2 separate regions of the Capra hircus genome follow, and region 1 is linked to region 2. A link is a contact called in public Hi-C data. All regions are on one chromosome and are shown on one strand. The core of a region is the stretch at or near the end of the contact, and the rest is flanking DNA. Distances in the headings are between cores, read along the strand shown.

Region 1 (5,646 bases), core at 2,659-5,158, 67 kb after region 2:
TAAGACTCCATGTTTCTACTGCAGGGGGTGTGGGTTCGATCCCTGGTCAGGGAACTAAGATCCCACATATCTGCCTTGCAGTGGGGCAAAAGGAAAAAAAAAAAAAAAAGACTTCATAGTAAAAAAAAAGGGAGGGGGGAGGTTTACCTGAGCTCACTCCTTAAAACTTTCTGAAATGTGGAATATGTGTAAATATTACCTACTTAAAGAGTTAAAATTTTTGAAATTCATAGAATTCTCAGGAAAAAAGTATTCTGTAGGACTGGAACCCCACAGATTTGGGAGGCTGGGAATTTCATGGTGTGTACCAGGGTCTGCTCAGGTCCTGCACCCCAGCAGGGCCTTCAGGGGGTCCTCATGCTCTTCACCCCCACAGTGCAAAGAGGAAGCGGTGGGCACCCTAGATGCCATACAGGTCCTCACGGGGGTCAGCCAGCTCCTGCCCAAGTCTCGAGAGAACTACCTGAACCGTTGCATGGACCAGGAGCGGCTGCGGAGGGAGAGCACCAGCCAGAAGGAGATGGACAAGGTGGGTGCACAGCTGCGGGTCCCCAGCCACCACTGGCCCACACAGACCCGAGGGGTTTGCCGAGAGGTGGCGGGGCTGCCTGATGGGAGCGTGAAAGCATAGCACAGAGCCATGGTCGTTGAACCTGCGTGACCACACCCTGGGCACCCCGGGAGTCTACGTGCTGGGGATGGGGCCAGGGAGAGTTTCCCAGCCCCGTCCCCTCCCTGTGTCTACTAGGCGGAGACCAAGACCAGGAAGGCAGCAGAGAGCCTGCGGCGTTTGGTGGAGAAATACAACTCAGCCCGCTCTGACTTTGAGCAGAAAATGCTGGACTCAGCTCTGGTAGGAACTGGGCCTTGGAGACCTACACATTCCTGGGCCCAGGATGCTATGGGCCTCAGAAGTCCAGAGCCTTCCAAACCCTCAACTCCCAGAAGCCTTCGAATCACAGGCCAAAACTGTAAAATTCTAGAGCCAGTTAGCTCTTGTTGTTGTTGTTGATGTTATTATTATTTCAAAGACCAAATCAGTTCTGTGCCTTAATTTCACCATTTGTAAAATTATGGGGACAGTAATACTACCTGCCTCATAGACTTGTGAAGATTAAATGAGTCACCATATATGAAATTTTCAGACTAGTACCAGGTGCATAGAAACCACTCTATATGATGTATTATTATTATTATTGATGAGGTTTTTCAACAAGATGGGGCAGGATTTAGAAGCCAAGAGTCTCCTGACATGTCATGGTGACTGAAAAGCCTGGATTCCTGGTCTAGCCTCTGTCCATCACCAGCTGTGCAACCTTTGGCCAGGCACTGCACCTCTCTGGGTCTCTGTCTACTCAAAGGTTTAAAAAGCAGATTGGGAGCTCAGGATTAAGAATTAGATTTTTTTTCCTTCGATTTTATAGTGATAGAAAGTTGCAAGCAATAGAAATCTTTGTTCAAACTGACAAGGAGACTTACAGGCTCAGGGAACTGAAAAGTTCAGGGTGGGGCAGAGCTTCAGGCCTGGCTGGATCCAGGTGCCCAAATGGTGTTGGCAGGAAGTTGTGCCTCTTTGCTTCTCAAATCTGTTTTTCTCCCTGAGGGCTTCATTCCCAGGCAGACATACCCTCCTCAGTGTCTCAGTGTGTGTGTGTGTGTGTGTGTGTGTGTGTGTGTGTGTGTGTGTGTGTGTGTGTGTGTTACAAAGTAGCCACCAGCAGCGGCCCCATTTATCTACCAGCTCATTGAGTCAGGATAAGTGTTTTTTCTATGATTCCAGCAAAAGTCCCAGAGCTCTTACCCAAATCAATCACTGAGGCCAGGGGGTTGGAACATTCTGATTGGTCAGGTGGGGTCACTAGCCACGCCTTCCCATTTTGCTCCTCCCCTCCTGCCTCAGCGCTTCCAAGCCATGGAAGAGACCCACCTGCGGCAAATGAAGGCACTGATGGGCTCTTACGCCCACTCAGTGGAGGACACCCATGTGCAAATTGGGCAGGTGAGTGGTGTTGGGGGTGGGGAATGAGGTTGGGGTGCTGGGCAAGAAGGCCCTGCCTGGTTACAGACTCCGTCCTCCTGGCCCAGGTGCATGAGGAGTTTAAGCAGAACGTAGAAAACGTCAGCGTGGAGATGCTGCTGAGGAAGTTTGCAGAGAGCAAAGGCACAGGCCAGGAGAAGCCTGGTGAGTCTGGGGCATCCATGGGAGTTGGGCTGTGGAGCCACAGCTATGGGGAAGGAACGGGATTCAAGAGCCTAGAGAATGAACCTCCCTGGGCTTCATTTTCCTCACCAGAAAAATGGGGTTAAAAAAAAAGAAAAGCAAAATGGATGGATGAAACTTCCCTGGTGGTCCAGGGGCTGGCTTCTTCCCGTGCAGGGGGTGCAGATTCAGTTCCTGGTCAGGGAACTCCCACATGCCTTGCAGTCAAAAAACCAAAGCAGAAGACAGAAACAGTATTGTAACAAATTCAATAAAAGACTTTTAAAGTAGTCCACATTTTTAAAAATAATCTTTTTAAAAAATGGACTGAAGACAAATCTAACTCAGCAACCTACAGAGGAAGAGAACTTGATGCCTAATCTTACAGATAAACCTCTTACCACTAGATACCAGAGAGGTCTTGAATGCCAGGGTCAGCCTTTCAACTGTTTCCCTGAGGGCTCAAGGGAGCCACTGAGGATTATTGAGCAAAAGGCCCATTTGAAAATGTCCCAGATTACAGGGTCAAGGAAGAATTGAGAGCCCAAGTTTTAGGGTCACATCTGGGTTTGCATCTTTCCCTTGTTACTCATTGTGTCACCTTGGGCATCTGTCTTGCCTTCTCTTGAGTTTTAGTTTCCTCTTCTGTAAAGTAGGGATGATAGCGCCCAACTAATGGTGTTGTGAAAGTTCACTGTTACTGTTGTTCAGTCGCTAAGTTTTGTCTGACTCTTTGCAACCCAATGAACTGCAGCACGCCAGGCTTCCCTGTCCTTCACTGAGTTTGCTCAAACTCAATGGACATCACTGAGTCAGAGATGCCATCCAACCGTCTCATCCTCTGTTGGCTCCTTCGCTTGCCCTCAGTCTTTCCCAGCATCAGGGTCTATTCCAGTGGGTCAGCTCTTTGCATCAGGTGGCCAAAGTATTGGAGCTTCAGCATCAGCCCTTCCAATGAATATTCAGGGTTCACTAATTTGATGCAAATAAAGGACAAAATGTGTGCTTGGCACACAGTAGGTACTTTGGTAAATGCTGTTTACATCCTTAGGTCTAGACAACCACTAGGGTCTGTCTTTTCTCCCTCCCGTCTCTATAGCTCAGCACCAGCTCAGGCTACTTCTCATTGTGTGAACCTCCATTCTTGTTTTTCACTGGCTCCAGATTTCTCATGCCCTGCTCTTGCTCACATAACCTCTGTGGTTTCCCATCACCCTTGGGAGAGAGTCCCAGGTCCTCATCCTGGGACTTAAGGCTCAGCCCACTGCACTGACATTTATGATCCATCCTCTGACCCACCCAAGTTCTACCCAGAAATTCTGGAAGTAGAAGTAACTCAGGCAGTCCCTCCAGTCCATCCCAAGGTGGCACCATCCAAGGCAAGACCAAGAACCCTTGGCCCATCCCACGCATGACTATCTCCGAGACTGGTTCAGCATCTTGGCTCACGCCTTGGACCCTGACTCACCTTACGCTCAGACCCAGGTGCCATTGTGTGACCAAAGGTATATTGCTACCCTTCCCAGGCCCAGTCCCCCTGCCTGGCTGAGTGTCTCAATTATTTCTGTCCCAGGGCCTTTGGACTTTGAGGCGTACAGAGCGGCTACCCTGCAGGAAGGCAAGTACGTCTGGGCCTGGATGCCCAGGCTGGACCATGGGGATGAGGGAGGCAGATCTGAATGGGAAGGGGACCCCCACCCAGGGCTCATCTGCACCCCTTCATCTGTTCTCAGCAATGAAACGTTTGCGTGGAGCCAAGGCCTTTCGCCTCCCAGGACTGAGCCGGCGGGAGCGGGAGCCACCTACAGCTGTGTGAGGAAGCATCCCAGCCCCAGCCCTGGCCCAGGCTAACCCAGGATCCCTCCTCATTCCTAGGCTCTCCTGGAAGTCCCATGCTTAGGGTAGCCCAAGAGAATTTCCATTCCAGGCTAGCCCAGGATCCCTTCTACCCAGGCCAGCCCAGAAGCACTTCTGTCCAGGCTAGCTCAGTATTACCAGTGCCCAAACTAGTCCAGGGGGCTACCCAGATGGTACTAGTGGCAAAGAACCCACCTGCCAATGCAGGAGACTTAAGAGATATGGACTCAACCCCTGGGTGGGGAAGATCCCCTGGAGGAAGGCATGGCAACCCACTCTAGTATTCTTGCCTGGAGAATCCCATGGACAGAGGAGCCTGGCAGGCTACAGTCCATAGGGCCACACAGAGTTGGACACGAGCGAAGTGACTTAGCACACACACAAGGTCATCCAGAATTCTCCTTTTGCCAAGACTAGACCAGGGGCGGCCTGTTGCAGACCCATCCAGGATTACCCCTGCCCTGGCTGGCCTGGGATTTCTCCCTGGCAGGGCTAGACTTGCTGTTTCCCTCATCTCATCTAGCCTGGTAATTCTACCATTGTCAAGATGAGCCCACGAGTCTCTCTGCCCAAACTAGTACCAAATTCTTCCCTATACCCGTGGTCTCCCTGGCTAGACCAGGGTTAGCCTTGCCCAGGCTAGCCCAGAATTCTTCTCTTTGCCAAGGCTGGCCCTGTTATTTTCCTGCCAAGGTGAGCCCTACATTCAGACTGATTTCCAAGTCCCTCCCCTTCCAAGCTGTTTGAGAATGCCCCACACTCAGCTAACTCAGACTCACTGGCCCCAGCCCCAAGCTAGCCCCAAGGTTGCCGCACCTGCAGGGCTGGCCCAGGACCACAGAGCCGCCCAGGGGACTGCCTGCAGGTTCTGCATCTGGTGTTGGGGGTGGAGCGGAGGGCCAGAGGAGGTGGCGGAGCAGACACTGACATCTGCTTCTCCATCCGCAGAGATTCCCTGGAACCTGATTTAGGGGTAAGTGCCATGGGAGGGGCCCAGTCCTGCCTTGCTCCCCACTCCCATGTCTGGAAACCACGCCTGGAGCTCAAGGGGCTAGAGGTCACACGGCTTAGGGACCAGGTTCCAGTCCCACATTGGCTGCAAACCCCCATGGATGATGTGGGAGGGACCAATATCCTCCTTTCGCTTCAGTTTGCCCCTCAGGACAGGTAGTGGCGTGTTCTCTTCCTTTAAGAACCTGCCCACACACCGCGGGAAGATAGTTATTGCCACTGGGGTTCTTTTTTGATCTGAGTCAGGGCCCAGAGGTGGGAGGCGGGCATGGCAGGGTGAGATGGGAGGTTTGGTACTGGAGAGGCTAACGCATTGCTTGCTTGTCCCTCCCCAGACTTGTCCAGAGGTGGATGAGGAAGGTTTCACCGTCAGGCCTGATGTCACCCAGAACAATATCCTCCTGGCGCCCTCTGGGGGCAGCTGTTGGCACAGCAAGGACAAAGCTCCATCCACAGGGATCCACCCACCATTAGCAAACCCTCTCTGCCTGCATGCTTGGTGGAGCCTCCAGTTGTGAAGCAAGCAGATTCAAATACAGACACTCACCCTGCGGGGTCAGAGCTGAGCAACAGAGAGA
Region 2 (5,501 bases), core at 1,883-4,382:
AAGGCCCACTGTGTGTTTGTCAATGTGCTGGGTGCCTGACATATCCTATTTCCCTTAATCCTCTGCAACCTGAGGTGGGTGCAGTACTGTGCTCATTTCACAAATAGGAAGACTGAGTTCCTGAGATATTGGGGAGACAAGGCTGGGATATAAAGTAAGATTGGACCAACTCTCGGAATAGGCTGTTTATGCAACACAGATGTTCATGTAATCACTCATTCATTCAAAAAACACAGCCTGGATCCACACCCATGTCCACGCCATGTCCAAGGCCTGGGGAGGGGATAGATCCTGCCTGGGGTCCGGGAGAAAGATGTGGGGCCGAAGAACCCGATCTCTGCAGTCAGTGCTGAGAGATGACTAAGGAGGAAGGAGGCTCTGATTGGTACACTGGGAAAGGTGTCCTGGAAGAGAGGAAGCCAGAGAGTGAAGAGGTCTCCCTAGGCACTGAAGAACTGGAGGAAGGGCATTCCTAGCAGACAGCATAGCAAATATTATATCAATAACCTCAGATACACAGATGACACCATCCTTATGGCAGAAAGCAAAGAAAAACTAAAGAGCCTCTTGATGAAAGTTCAGTCACTCAATCGTGTCCAACTCTTTGCAGTCCCATGGACTGCAGCACACCAGGCTTCCCTGTCCATCACCAACTCCCGGAGCTTGCTCAAACTCATGTCCATCGAGTCAATGATACCATCCAATCATCTCACCCTCTGTCATTGCCTTCTCCTCCTGCTCTCGATCTTTCCCAGCACCAGGGTCTTTCCCAGTGAGTCAGTTCTTTGCATCAGGTGGCCAAAGTATTGGAGCTTCAGCTTCAGCATCAGTTCTTAAATGAGTATTCAGGACTGATTTCCTTTAGGATTAACTGATTTGATCTTCTTGCTCTCAAGGAACTCTCAAGAGTCTTCTCCAACACCACAGTTCAAAAGCAACTTAAACTTTCAAAAGGAAGTGAAAGAGGAGAGTGAACAAGTTTGCTTAAAACTCAATTCAAAAAACGAAGATCATGGCATCTGGTCCCGTCACTTCATGGCAAATAGATGGAGAAATACTGGAAACAGTGAGAGACTATTTTATTGGGCTCCAAAATCACTGCAGATGGTGACTGCAGCCATGAAATTAAAAGTCACTTGCTCCTTGGAAGAAAAGCTATGACCAACCTAGACAGCATATTGAAAAGCAGAGACATTGAGGACAAAGGTCCTAACCAAAGGGTTAGGCAAAGGGAGGACGCGCTCCCTCATAGCTCACCCCATTACTCCTTTATGCCTCGGTTATGAGCTATGATGGATTGGCCTAAGGAGGCTAATAATACAAGACAGCGATTGAACTGGCCAAGAGAGTGAGGCCTCGAAAGGGGCAAAGCCATGGGACTGGCCAGGCGGGGCTCCGGCCTCAGAGGCGGGACTCAGTCTAAAGTCCCCAGAGTGACCAGCAGGGGGCAGCACTGGGCCAACGGCTGATGCCCACGGTTGGGGGTCACCTGGAGTGAGGTACCAGCTCCAGAGGATTACTTTATTTAGCAAGTTCCTTCAGTGTGCCAGGTGCTGGGCAAAACTCTACAAATGTTCACTCCTTTAATCTCCAAGTTGATTATATGGGCAGGGAAACAGAACAAAAATTTTAAGTCACATACCCAAATTCACGCAGCTAGGAAGTGACAGAGTTGGGGTTTAAACCCAGGGAATTCAGCTGCAGCGCTTAACACCTACACTCCCAAATCCTCTAAAATGATAGTTTTCGTTCGTTTGTTTTTTAAAGCAAGGGCTCCCTCTCAACAATTACTGAGTTCTTGCTTACCTTTCTTATGCGCCATCTTCCCGGGTGCATACAATAATTTCCATTCCGCAGGTGTGTACAATCATTCCATTACTCGTTTATGCTTCGGTTCCATTAAATCAAGGCGTAAAGGAGTGACTCTTGGAGTCGAGATGCTTTTTATGTCCAAAGTGAAAATCTCAAGAGTTTGGGAGGCTCATCCACCCTCGGGCCTGGATCCAGCTCAGGGAAGGAACCAGCAGGAACCCAAAGCCTCTGCCTTTTCCAGTCTCCAGGCCCCTGCTGCCCCCACTGCCCCAGTCAAGACACGCCCCAACTCAGACGTGCACCCTCATTCATGCCAGCCTTCCGAGACCTGCTTCTCCGCCCCAGACTGGCTGAAGACCCCATGGACTCCCGCCCAGCCAAGGGAGAGGGCTGAGAACACTCGACAAAGGGGCTTCAGTGATGTTATCTTTGACAGGTGGGAAACTGATCAGAAATGCCAAAACATGTGCCCAAACTGCTGACAGTAGGAGGCACAGCTGGACCCGAAGCCATGCCTCTAAGACTACCATTAAGGCACTGTCAGGCAGGTCTGTATGAGTCCGGGTGCCCAGGGCACCCGAGAATCCTTTGAAAATGTTTGAGACCCAGATGCATAAACACTTGGGCTCTAGAATGCAAAAGGGGAACGCCAAGCCCAAATGAACCCATGTTTTATTATGTTTAAGAACAGGATGCCACCTTTATTGTGGTTAAAATCGATCCATCTGGAAAGAGGCCTGGGTTGGGAATGCTCTCCCTGAGAAGACCCCAAGCAGATCGCCGGCAGTTGTCTACTTGAGAGGGTTGCCTGTGGCCAGTAGATTTCCAAAGCAAAATGATAAATTACAAGAATAATTAACCCGATGCGCATTTAGCACGTGGAGCTTCTGCTTCGAGCTGGGAGTGTTTTAACTCCTTTAATCCCAACAGCGCCTCTACTGGGTGCGGCTGTTTCGATACAGGTTCAAGCGACGGGGAAACTGAGGCACAGGGAAGTCAAAGAGCCGAGGAGGGACATAGCTGGAGTTTGCACTTCACCAGACCCCCTCATGCGGTCGGCACCCTTGACCCCTGTGTCGTCTTCAGCCTTGTGTTACACGGCGGCGTCTTCAGTGGAACGGGAGATGCGGATACCATGGCGACCGTTTGATTTGGAAAGCGTATGGATGTCGGGCACGGCGCAGTTTGGGGTTCCAGATCTGGACGATGGTGGGAAACTAGGTCAGGACTCCTCTATGTCTCCTCCAATCCCAGTTCTCCTCCCCGGACTGCAATCCACAAGGCAGGTCGCCTCCCGCCCTGGACCTGCGTGCCAGCCAGGATGCAGCCCCGCCCCTGACCACGCCCTGGTGGCCGGCGCTGATTGGATCCGCGGGGTGTAACCGCTAGAGCAGTACTTCATACAACAGCTGGTAGCGAATTGGAGGACGTACTTCGAAAGCTCTGGCCGCAAGGCTCTCCTTGCGCGGTGATTGGCTCCCAATCTTCCCTCCTCCTCTAGCATCTGCCTCCAAACCGTGCCTCAGTAAGATGTCTTTAATTCCTCTGACACACCTTTGTGCAGGCTTCTGCACGCACTGTTCCCATTGCCAGAAACACCTCCTCCTCTCTCCTGTATAGGCTGCTTTCTCTAACCTTCCCAGCTGAAATGTCCCCTCGTCTGGGAAAGCCCTGATGCCCAAGGCTGGTTGGAGAACGCCCCTGGGGCCTTCAGCATCTTCTGTTCTTATACCAGTTTTCTTGTCTGTTTCCCAACCAGGCAGCAAGTTCTTTAGAAGCTAGGGCTGCAGCTCAGAAAACATTGTCTCCCCATTGCCCAGCAGCATACAGAAGGAGCTCAAGCAATATATGTCGGACTTCCCTGGTGGACCAGTGGTTAAGAATCCGCGTGCCAAAGCAGGGGACACGCATTTGATCCCTGGTCTGGGAAGATTCCACATGCCAGCAGAGCAACCAAGCCCAGCGCACCTCAGCTACTGAAGCCTGAGGGATCTCGAGCCCGCGTTTCGGCAGCCACTGAAGCCTGTGGTGGCCTAGAACCCATGCTCCGCAACAAGACAAGCCAACACAATGACAAGCCGGCACACCACGACTAGAGAGTAGCCCCGTTTTCACAACTAAAGAAAGGCTGCGTGCAGCGACAAAGATCCCGCGCAGCCGAAGATAAAATAAAATTTAAAAAGAAATAAATATCGACTGGTATAATTAATGAATTAATCTGGTACCAGAGATTCGGGAGCTCTCCACCCTCTGAAACAGAAACACGCCCTGTGGGGCCTTGCCAGTGACAGACATCTGTGTTCCCCACTTCTTGCTTGTAGAAAAAAGCTTTTAGCTTCTTAGGCCTTCCGAGAGAGCAGACTCAAGCAATTGATGACTGGAGAAGTGGAAAATCAGGAACAAAAATGAAGCAGTCAACTGGGAAAGTAATAGCAAATTAAATAGGTCCACCAGAAAAAAGAGTCACAAAACCCCTAGTTTATCCTTGAGGTTACCCCTCAAGGCTATGTGCCTTCTGACACATATTCTTATGCTGTTTTTGCAAAAACCAGGACCCCACCAGATGGAAACTGCTGACCTCAAACATATAGAGCCTAAACTGGTTGGAGGCAGAAGATTGATTACCCTGTTAACTCATCACCAACCAATCGGAAAAATGTCCATGACATGGTCATACACCCTGTGACCCTCACCACCCTTTCCTGGAAGCCATCAGAGGTTGGACACCTTTGGCACTTTAGCTACCTTCTCGCCGTACTTGGCACTGTGCAAAGGATTGCTGCACTTTCCTTCACCACAACTGGTATCAGTTGACTGGCTTTGCAGCGCATTGGGTGAGAGGACCTGAGTCCAGTTTGGTAACACTTTTGGGAGCCCTGAGCTAGAAGCTCCTGAGGTCGGGACCAAGACTCCCTTGCTACCGGTCTGGCATACATGTGTGTGGAATGGGGCGGGGAAGGGGGACTGGTCTTTTGTGAGGATGACGTTGAGGATGTGCTCCACAGTGACTCATGGTTCCCCTACACGATCCTCTGCAGCCCCCAGGGATCCAAGCCACGCCAGCCTGGCACCTCCCTCCCTACTCATCCTCTATCTAGGGCCCACACTGAGGTAGGATTTGGAGTGGCCCGAGGGAGAGGAAGGGATGGGCATTCATGTCTGCGAGCCTCTGGTAAGTGTCCAAAGTGGGCTGTCTTGTCCAGCCCCCCATGGGGGCGGAGCTTGGTGGGACCCTGAGCTGCTAAGAGGAGGAGGGAATCACCATTTCTGGGGGCATCTTTGCACTAATTGGGGAATTTGGGGGAGTGGCTGAGAGATCGCCCACCCAGAGAGGACTGGGATTATAAATAAGAGGCAGCTTTCCTCCCCCATTCCACCCACCCCCACCCCACATCCTGGTGATTTTATGACATAAACTCATTGCAAGCAAGTGCCTATCCCTGTCAGGTCACTCCTAGATGCCTCTTTCCTTTTTGCTCCATAGTATGGGGTTTAAGAGGGCTTCCTTGGTAGCTCAGACAGTAAAGAATTCTGCTGCTATGCAGGAGACCCAGGTTCGATCCTTGGGTCAGGAAGATCTGCTGGAGAAGGGAATAGTGACCCACTTCAGTGTTCTTGCCTGCAGAATCCTATGAACAGAGGAGCCATGGGCTACAGTCCAAAGGATCGCAAAGAGTCAGGCATGACTG

What was found. A called contact is a pair of places that touch in the nucleus more often than the background predicts.
Region 1: a contact with region 2 is called in a Hi-C map of blood, with 4 times the contacts expected there. The contact joins two enhancer-like sites. A contact is called at or near these places in 3 of 5 Hi-C or Micro-C datasets (all in blood).

What each region holds. Positions count from the first base shown.
Region 1 is chr7:103,399,218-103,404,863 of ARS1.2, forward strand. It overlaps FCHO1 (F-BAR domain only protein 1), which reads left to right. Exons shown (of 28, transcript XM_018051400.1): 7 at 377-529; 8 at 749-853; 9 at 1,901-1,999; 10 at 2,086-2,182; 11 at 3,774-3,818; 12 at 3,934-4,012; 13 at 5,006-5,030; 14 at 5,404-5,461. Among named protein-coding and RNA genes, the nearest start is that of B3GNT3, 16 kb to the right of the region's middle. Within about 2 kb of position 3,909, at least 2 of the 5 cell types and tissues checked have an H3K27ac peak or open chromatin away from gene starts, as enhancers often do.
Region 2 is chr7:103,332,504-103,338,004 of ARS1.2, forward strand. No RefSeq gene overlaps it. Among named protein-coding and RNA genes, the nearest start is that of MAP1S, 8.0 kb to the right of the region's middle. Within about 2 kb of position 3,133, at least 1 of the 5 cell types and tissues checked has an H3K27ac peak or open chromatin away from gene starts, as enhancers often do.